Linked DNA regions of Larimichthys crocea: region 2 is linked to region 1. The links are chromatin contacts, called in public Hi-C maps. All regions are on one chromosome and are shown on one strand. The core of a region is the stretch at or near the end of the contact, and the rest is flanking DNA. Distances in the headings are between cores, read along the strand shown.

The links. A called contact is a pair of places that touch in the nucleus more often than the background predicts.
Region 2: a contact with region 1 is called in a Hi-C map of muscle, with 6 times the contacts expected there. The contact joins the promoter of marcksa here to the promoter of tube1 in region 1. A contact is called at or near these places in 3 of 7 Hi-C or Micro-C datasets (all in muscle).

Annotation. Positions count from the first base shown.
Region 1 is chrXI:1,655,426-1,659,162 of L_crocea_2.0, reverse strand. tube1 (tubulin, epsilon 1) reads left to right here and starts at 1,966. Exons shown (of 12, transcript XM_010735893.3): 1 at 1,966-2,177; 2 at 2,315-2,388; 3 at 3,658-3,710. The coding sequence starts at 2,153. It overlaps lama4 (laminin, alpha 4), which reads left to right. Exons shown (of 40, transcript XM_010735896.3): 39 at 98-217; 40 at 302-889. The coding sequence ends at 447.
Region 2 is chrXI:1,893,559-1,897,295 of L_crocea_2.0, reverse strand. marcksa (myristoylated alanine-rich protein kinase C substrate a) reads right to left here and starts at 1,709. Exons shown (of 2, transcript XM_027284008.1): 1 at 1,278-1,709; 2 at 1-103. The coding sequence starts at 1,373. All of the region lies in intron 14 of LOC113746842 (histone deacetylase 2), which reads left to right.

The sequences.
Region 1 (3,737 bases), core at 717-3,216:
CTCTGCTTTCATGGTTTCAAGTTGCTCATTTGTACTTAAGTACTTTTAAATGCAGGACTTTTTAGGCTAAACTCTTTTCTGTCCTCATTGATCTTAGTGATCCGGGATGCCAATGTTGTCCAGCTGGATGTGGACTCTGAGGTCAACCATGTTGTGGGACCTCTGAACCCAAGCTCCACAGATACCAAGAAGCCCGTGTTCATTGGTGGAGCTCCAGGTGAGCCAGGAACACATTTGTTTTTCTTCTGTTATACTGACTGCACATCTCTCTAATCATGTGATGCACTCTTCCTCCTCCCAGATCTTTTCCTCCCAGATGGCGTTGCAACCAGGAAGGCCTACGTGGGCTGCATGAGGAACCTGACCATCAATAACAGCCAAGTGAGCTTCAGCAAAGCTGTCCTGGTCAGTGGAGCAGTCAGCGTTGGAACCTGTCCAGCAGCATAAAACTTCACGCCATCATTGTCCCCAATACAGCACTGACCAAACATTAAAACCCTCTGTGTGTGTCAAACATAACCGTTGAGAGAAGTACTGTCACTGTTGCTTTCACCTGTTGTCAGATATTTGTCCTTGTTTTTGTCTTTTGTCATTTCATGTTCATTGTTTTACATGATATGTCTCATCCCTAGAAAACGACCAAATCGCCCAAGTTAAAAATAATATCCAGAAAAGAAACCATCACTTAAAGAGAATGTGAGCAGATTTCAGGTTCAGTACCATCCTGACAAACCTACAGTGTCCTGAAATTTAGACTACAATTATTTCTCTGTAGAAGAAGAGAATTCTTTATCACCTGAATGTCACATTTTTTCTACAAGCTTGTGTTCAAAAATGTCCTTTTTGTACTGGTTTATTTCTGATAAATAAAACAAATATTTTACATCCATGTAAAGCTTGGCTTTTTTCTTTGTATTATTCAAAGTCAATATTGCAGTGTTTCAAAAAAATAAGAAGACAAAGCATGACTTTAGTTAAACTTGCTGAAGGAGCCCCCACAGTCTCACGCAGGTGGTAAGAGGAGCTGTTCATGATGGATGTCATCTTTGCTAACATCCTCCTCTCCCCCTCTTCCTCTATGGAGTCTAGGGGGCAGTCCAGGACAGAGCCGGCCCCAGTTTTTTGAGTCTTTTCCTGTCTCTCTCCATGCTTGCCCCTCCCCAGTAGATAACTGCAAAGAATAATGCAGATGTCATCGGAGTCATAGAAGGTTTCAGTCATTTTCTTGTTGTTTTTGAGTGCTGATTACATTTTTGTAACATCAGGGACACCAAAACTGAGCTGCTGCCTGGATAGACATATTCAAGTGATTTTTGTTATGGAATTTTCTATCCTTAGGTAACACAAGGTCACGTGTGGGCCTTGAGGTCCTCGGCAATATTAATTGTTTGTCTTTGACTAGGTGCCAGTGTCTAATTCTCCTTGGCCAAGCGTCAATAAATAATACAGCATGAGACATCAGAGGCTCCTGAACACTTTTTGAACTCCTGACCTCACCATTGACTTCAGCAATTTCTTTAGTTTTATTCCTGTTGTAAAATCTACACATATTCAATTATTTGTTATTTATGTTGGCTGTCTGTTGTCACGGTCTGTAGACTGTTACTTGAGATAAACATGGAAACACTGCCCTCTGCTGTGTTGGATTTTTCCAAACTAATAGAGGATGAGAAAAAAACATGAGCGTGTGGCATTCATCTTCGTCCATAATACTTAGGTAATCAATGAACAGTGCACCATATTCACTAATTTTATATTGATTCATTCATTTGACGTCATGTAGCATTTATAACATCATAATACAGTTAAAGATACAGAAGTGATTCCTCTCATAATGTGCATTTTACGGACTCTACGGAAATATCTCTTCCATAAGACGTTTATCTGCATTAACCTGATTAGTTTAGACATAAATACATTAAACAGACAGACACGTGAAACGATGACGAGCAGCTCCTGTTGCGGCGGTTCACGTTCTACGTAACCAAATACGCCGTTTCCATGGTAATACGTCGTCATCAGCAGTCGACCAAACAAAGTGGAGGCGCGAGTTTGAAGTCGCGTTCAAAGTCTTTTGAAAAGTTGATTTTAATGAACAGCTGTGTAGAAATGTTCAAACACAGCACGGATTAGTCCGTGTGTTCCCGCCGCCATGACGCAGTCGGTTGTCGTCCAAGGTGAGTACAGTCTGTGAAGTGCTACAGCTAACAGCTAGCTGTCATTTGCTGCCCTGTAGGTAGCTCCTGGGTTATCTTACGGTTGTTTTAATGAAGACGTATTGACGTAAACATTGCTAATGAAACTTGGTCTTCAGTCGGACAGTGTGGAAACCAGGTCGGCTGCAGGTTCTGGGATCTGGCTTTGCGAGAACATGCGCATGTCAACAAAGTAAGTGCTAGTACACACACACACACACACACACACACACACACACACACGATACTCCGAACAACATGTCGGGACCTAAACCTTGTCTCAGCAGACATGCTGACCTGTCACAGCTGTCATTAATAACAGTATAATGTATATTATAATAATGATAGCAGCCAGCGTTAAAAAATTCAGCGGACCTTTTTCACAGCAGCCGTTAGGACACGTAATAGGACAGACACAGGTGTTACCAATGATACTAATTAAGGTTCAGTTCCATTCAGGTCAAACAGTGTCAGGGTTCTGCTGTGCTGCATGTTGGCTCACTGGAAAGGCTCTGCTGCAATAAATGGAATGGAGCCTTAATTAGTATGATTGGAAACACCTGTAGTTACCCTACTATCAGCCTATTGAGGACATATTTGACACATCATTTACTGTGTATGTCTCAGTCTGAGGGGCTTAATTAGTCAGCTGACATAAAATTACCACCAACGGTTTTGATAATTGACACTTTTTTCTCATATATGAAACATGTGCTGGCTCCAGCTGTACAAACGTTTTATTTGACTTTTAGTCTATTATAGATCTTTGTGTTTTAGGCAAGGTGAGAAAATGCTATCTGATTCAACATGGGCCTTTTAAGAAATTGTTATCAGCAATGTTCTTAGTTAGTTGCATCCCTGAAGGGGACTGTCATATTGCACATAGAGCTACTAGAGCAACTATTCAGATGATTTATTTTGTTTAAGTAATTCCTAATGCAGAAATGGCAGAAAATGCTGTTTATAGCCTCGTTATATCATATAAACTGAATATTTTTGGGTTTAAGGCTGACAAGACATTTAAAGGCCTCAACATGGTCAGAAGCTTTTTGCAAATTCAATTAATCTAGAAAATAGATGTTGCATCCCTAATTGCACATGTATGAAGTTCCACTCTTGGGGGTGGAGAATGACATTCAGCAGAGGTTCCACAGGTTGGAGTTGAACCCTGCACCAAGTTGGGGTGCACGCTCTACCTACTGAACTAACTGGCAGCCCAAGAATTTTCATTTTTAAACGTCACTCTATTGAGTCATGGTTTACAAAACTGAGTGCCATTAGGGAACATTGGCATGGATCACCCAATAACAGATTAAATGGAGTCACAAATCCTTGTTGTAATCAGGGTCAGTGCCTGTTCTGTTTGTGCCCTAACTCATCGTATAAGAACATTTAGACATTGTTATCAGCTCCCATGATTTCTAAGAGTTCCTCTAATATCCTGTGTCTTTCCCCTCTTCAGAAAGGATTGTATGATGAGGCCCTCAGTAGTTTTTTCCGAAATGTGGACACCAGGTAAACACACCTGTTTTCATCCTGTAG
Region 2 (3,737 bases), core at 460-2,959, 240 kb before region 1:
GTGCCTCCTCAGCCGTGGCGCTGCCGTTGGCCTGCACCTCCTCTTTGCCATTCTCGGCCGCTGCAGGAGAAGCATCCCCGTTCGCTTTAACATGGCCATTTTCCTAAGAAAACACAAACAGTAGCCGTTAATGCCATGCACAGAGCTGGCATGATTTAAAGACCGGAGCCGGACAATGCCACCGATGGACACCAGGGGCAGCAGACACCATGAGATCAGCCCCGACAAAAGCAGACTGACTTCAGCCTGCACTCTGGACTCTACTTTGAAGCTTTCAGAGACTTTACATGGAAACAATCAAACACAAATTAACAGCCATGCTTCAGACTAAACAGTGCAACATGTTTCCTGATCTATCGCCCTGGATTTCATTCAGATCCAGAGCCAGAGCGAGCGCAGTGTCTCAACTGGATCGCAAGGGGTCGGTGCCTGGTCGCTCGAAAAGCGGAGCGCCAAAGCAAAGCAGCTGCTCATTAAAACAGCAGATGCTCATTAGATTAGTCCAACCGATCGCGGAGAATTCAGACACACGTCCTAAAATGTAGGAAATTTAAACTGGGTTCTGACTTGTATGTTTTTTTTTCAGTCCAAACTCTAAAATAGAGACCAGCTCAAACCTCTCGCTCTCCCTCCCTCCCTCTCTCGCTCTCCGGGGCGCACCACTGGCTCCGAGCCTCTGTCTCACCTCCTGTGTGATAGCAGGCTGCCATCTCCACTTTCTACTCGAGCATCTGTAACAAAAGGAGTGGTGCTCGGAGCACACGGAGCCTTTGTTGGCGTCGCGCATCTCGTGTTATTCAGCGATTTTTCCAAATTACGATCAAGAGGAGAGTTCGATCAGAAACACAGCACTTCACTACTGAACCAAAAATGATTTTTCTTTTGCAGGAGATCTACCAAGAAACCATTCAACACATGACTTGAACCAAATCCAACCATTCAAAGTGATTACATGAAGAAAGGATTCAAACAGATTCCTCTAAAATATCAGCGCATTTACTCACATTTCCTTTTAATATCAGCTCAATATTGCGCCACGATTTTCACAAAAAAGAAAAAAAGAAATCTCAAATGATCAACTGTTGCTCATAATCTATAATCTATTCCAAATTTAAAAAACAAGTCTCTCCATTCAGTTTAAACTCCCACTGCGGAGCTCCATTCAATCTATCCACAATTACGCACGGATTGCGCCCTCGGAGCGCAGCCCCCCTCTCCAGAGCGAGCAGATTCTCTCCTGATGGATGCAAAGAGCTGGATGTTAAAATATCATTTACCTGTCCGTTGGTCTTGGTGGGTGAAGCAGCAGCCTCTCCGGGCTTGTCAGTCGCGATTTCAGCCTTTGCAGCTGCCTTTGAAAATTGCGCTCCCATGCTTTTCGCTCCAACAAAGAAACTCAACCGATCCAAAAAAAAAAAAGCGAACAAAGACCCGCAAGCCTCTTTGTTGAAACTCAAAGCTCTTCGCTGCTGTCTCCTTCTCTGTGCGCAGAGAACCCAAAAAGTTCACAGAGAAAATGTAAAGCAAAGTCCAGTGAGAGTGAGCAGGCTTTTTGTAAATAGCAGGAAAAAGCTGGCAGCTCAGGAGAAGTAATAAAATCCCAGATTGGTGGCCGTGTCGCTGTAGACAGGCTGCAAAATGGAGAAATTTCCCTTGTTGCTAATAAGATGCGGAGTCCAACGCCCAAGTGAAGAGATGAATGGGCGCTTCGAGCGATGACTGTGCCGCACTCAGATTCAGCCAATCACAGCTCGGAGCTCAGAGCGGGGGGCGGGGTTTGGGAAAAGGGAGTGAACAATAGATTGTAGCGCTGCGTTTGGGGCACGTAGGAATAATGAGATGTAAAAAAACTTGGCAACTTTTTCACGAAATCTTTGGAATGACAGCTTGTCAAACCAGATGCTGACTTCTCTTCTGTTTGAATGTGACATATCATAACTTAATAAAACAAACATATCTGAAAAGTTTAGTTTTTGCCTTCTTTTTGCAAAGTTCATTTATGCAGTCGTAGTTAAATAAATGTACGGCGTACAGCTATGCAACTCTTAGACGACGTTAACTATGCTGGTTATATCACTTCAGGGCCTCCGAATCCATCAATTGAAATGAATTTTATGACTTCGGTGTTATTTATATTTTGTTTGTTAGAGTCTTTAGGGTTATTTTCACGTCAACTAAAATGTAGAGACCTGCGTCCGTTCTGACTACATGGCTACACTTCATTATGTAAGAAATACATTTTGTTAACAGCAGTTTTGGATCACCTCAAAAATTCAGGACTTGCCTGCAAATCTGACCTGTAGGATTCCGACCTGAACCGTAACAGTGTTGAAGTTAAAAGAAACAACAGACCTGATCCAAGCGGAGTCTAAGGACAGTCAGGTGTTATTAGTTTAGACTAAGATAAGTAGTAGTAGTAGTGTGAAGAAAGAAAGAAAGAAAGAAAGAAAGAAAGAAAGAAAGAAAGATACAGAGTGTAGTGGACCTAGTCATACCCATGATGCCTCACATGATCAGAGATGATAGCAAGCGTAGACCTGAGGCGATTGATCTGGATCTTACCCGATCCTCATGAGACTGAACATGTAATAATGTGGACCTGGCCTGATCCGAGTCTCAGGCTTAGAGATAGAACCCTTGAAGACCTCTCGACTACACAACAGTTTGTTTTACAGGAAGTCAGTGGATTGTTGTTGATTGTTGTGGATTGTTGTTGATTGTTGTGTCATATTTTCTGAAGGCGTCACCTGATGAGATGAGTCATTTTAAGGTTTAAATATAAAACGGTGTCACACTGAATTACTCTGAAGTCATTCGGGAACTGAAAGTTGTCATCATCATTGTTGCGTACGTGTGTCTCCCATTTTTTGTCATGTGCCTTGAATGCAGCACTGAAGAGTGTAGCCTCAACTTGCTGCAGCCACAAATGTTCTGCTTTACAAACTCTGTTAAAATTAAAGAGCGTGTTTATCAGGATGATTAAATACATTTGAATGCTTTCTCGAGGTTGAATGGAATATATTTCCCCAGGTACAGGATGTCATGGTGACAACATTATCATTGTAATATCGCTGTTCTCATCCCTGTTCCCATCTGCCTCCACTTTTTTCTCATGCATTAAGATGTGATCATTAAAACACAAACACAGGGAGCAGCTTCCATTTCTGTTAAAAGAGAAGGATCGAGTTTGTATCAGGAAAGTTCTCTGACTGTGTGTGTGTGTGTGTGTGTTGGGGGGGTGGGAGCATATATACCCGGTGCTGTCTTGTTGATGACCATGAGAGTTGGGTGTTCAAACAGGTCCCTCAGCCCACATTTGCAATGCAAAATCCTCCCACAGACACAGTCAACAGTCCCCCCCGACACCCTGAGCAAACACGCCCAGTGCATGACACACAGCGAGGTGGGTTTCACTCTGCTGCTTGTTATCAAGTGCAATGCAAATCTGCACTGCTGGGCCTCTCTCACCTGGGATACAATCTACAACAGTTTTGTTTTTGTAAATGACCTGCGTATGTGTTCTTCCTGCAATCGTGTGTTGCCGTTAACAGACCATCAAAATCTTAATTTCCCATCTTTGACATGGGGTGGACAAAATAACTCAAATCCCTGATGATACAGCGTCACTACTGGTGGCTTCAAAACAAACAAGACAAATTATCAAAATCAAAATAAATTAACCTTTTTTTGTGCCTTCAACCACATTTGCTTTCATATTCGAACTCATTGACCTTCTC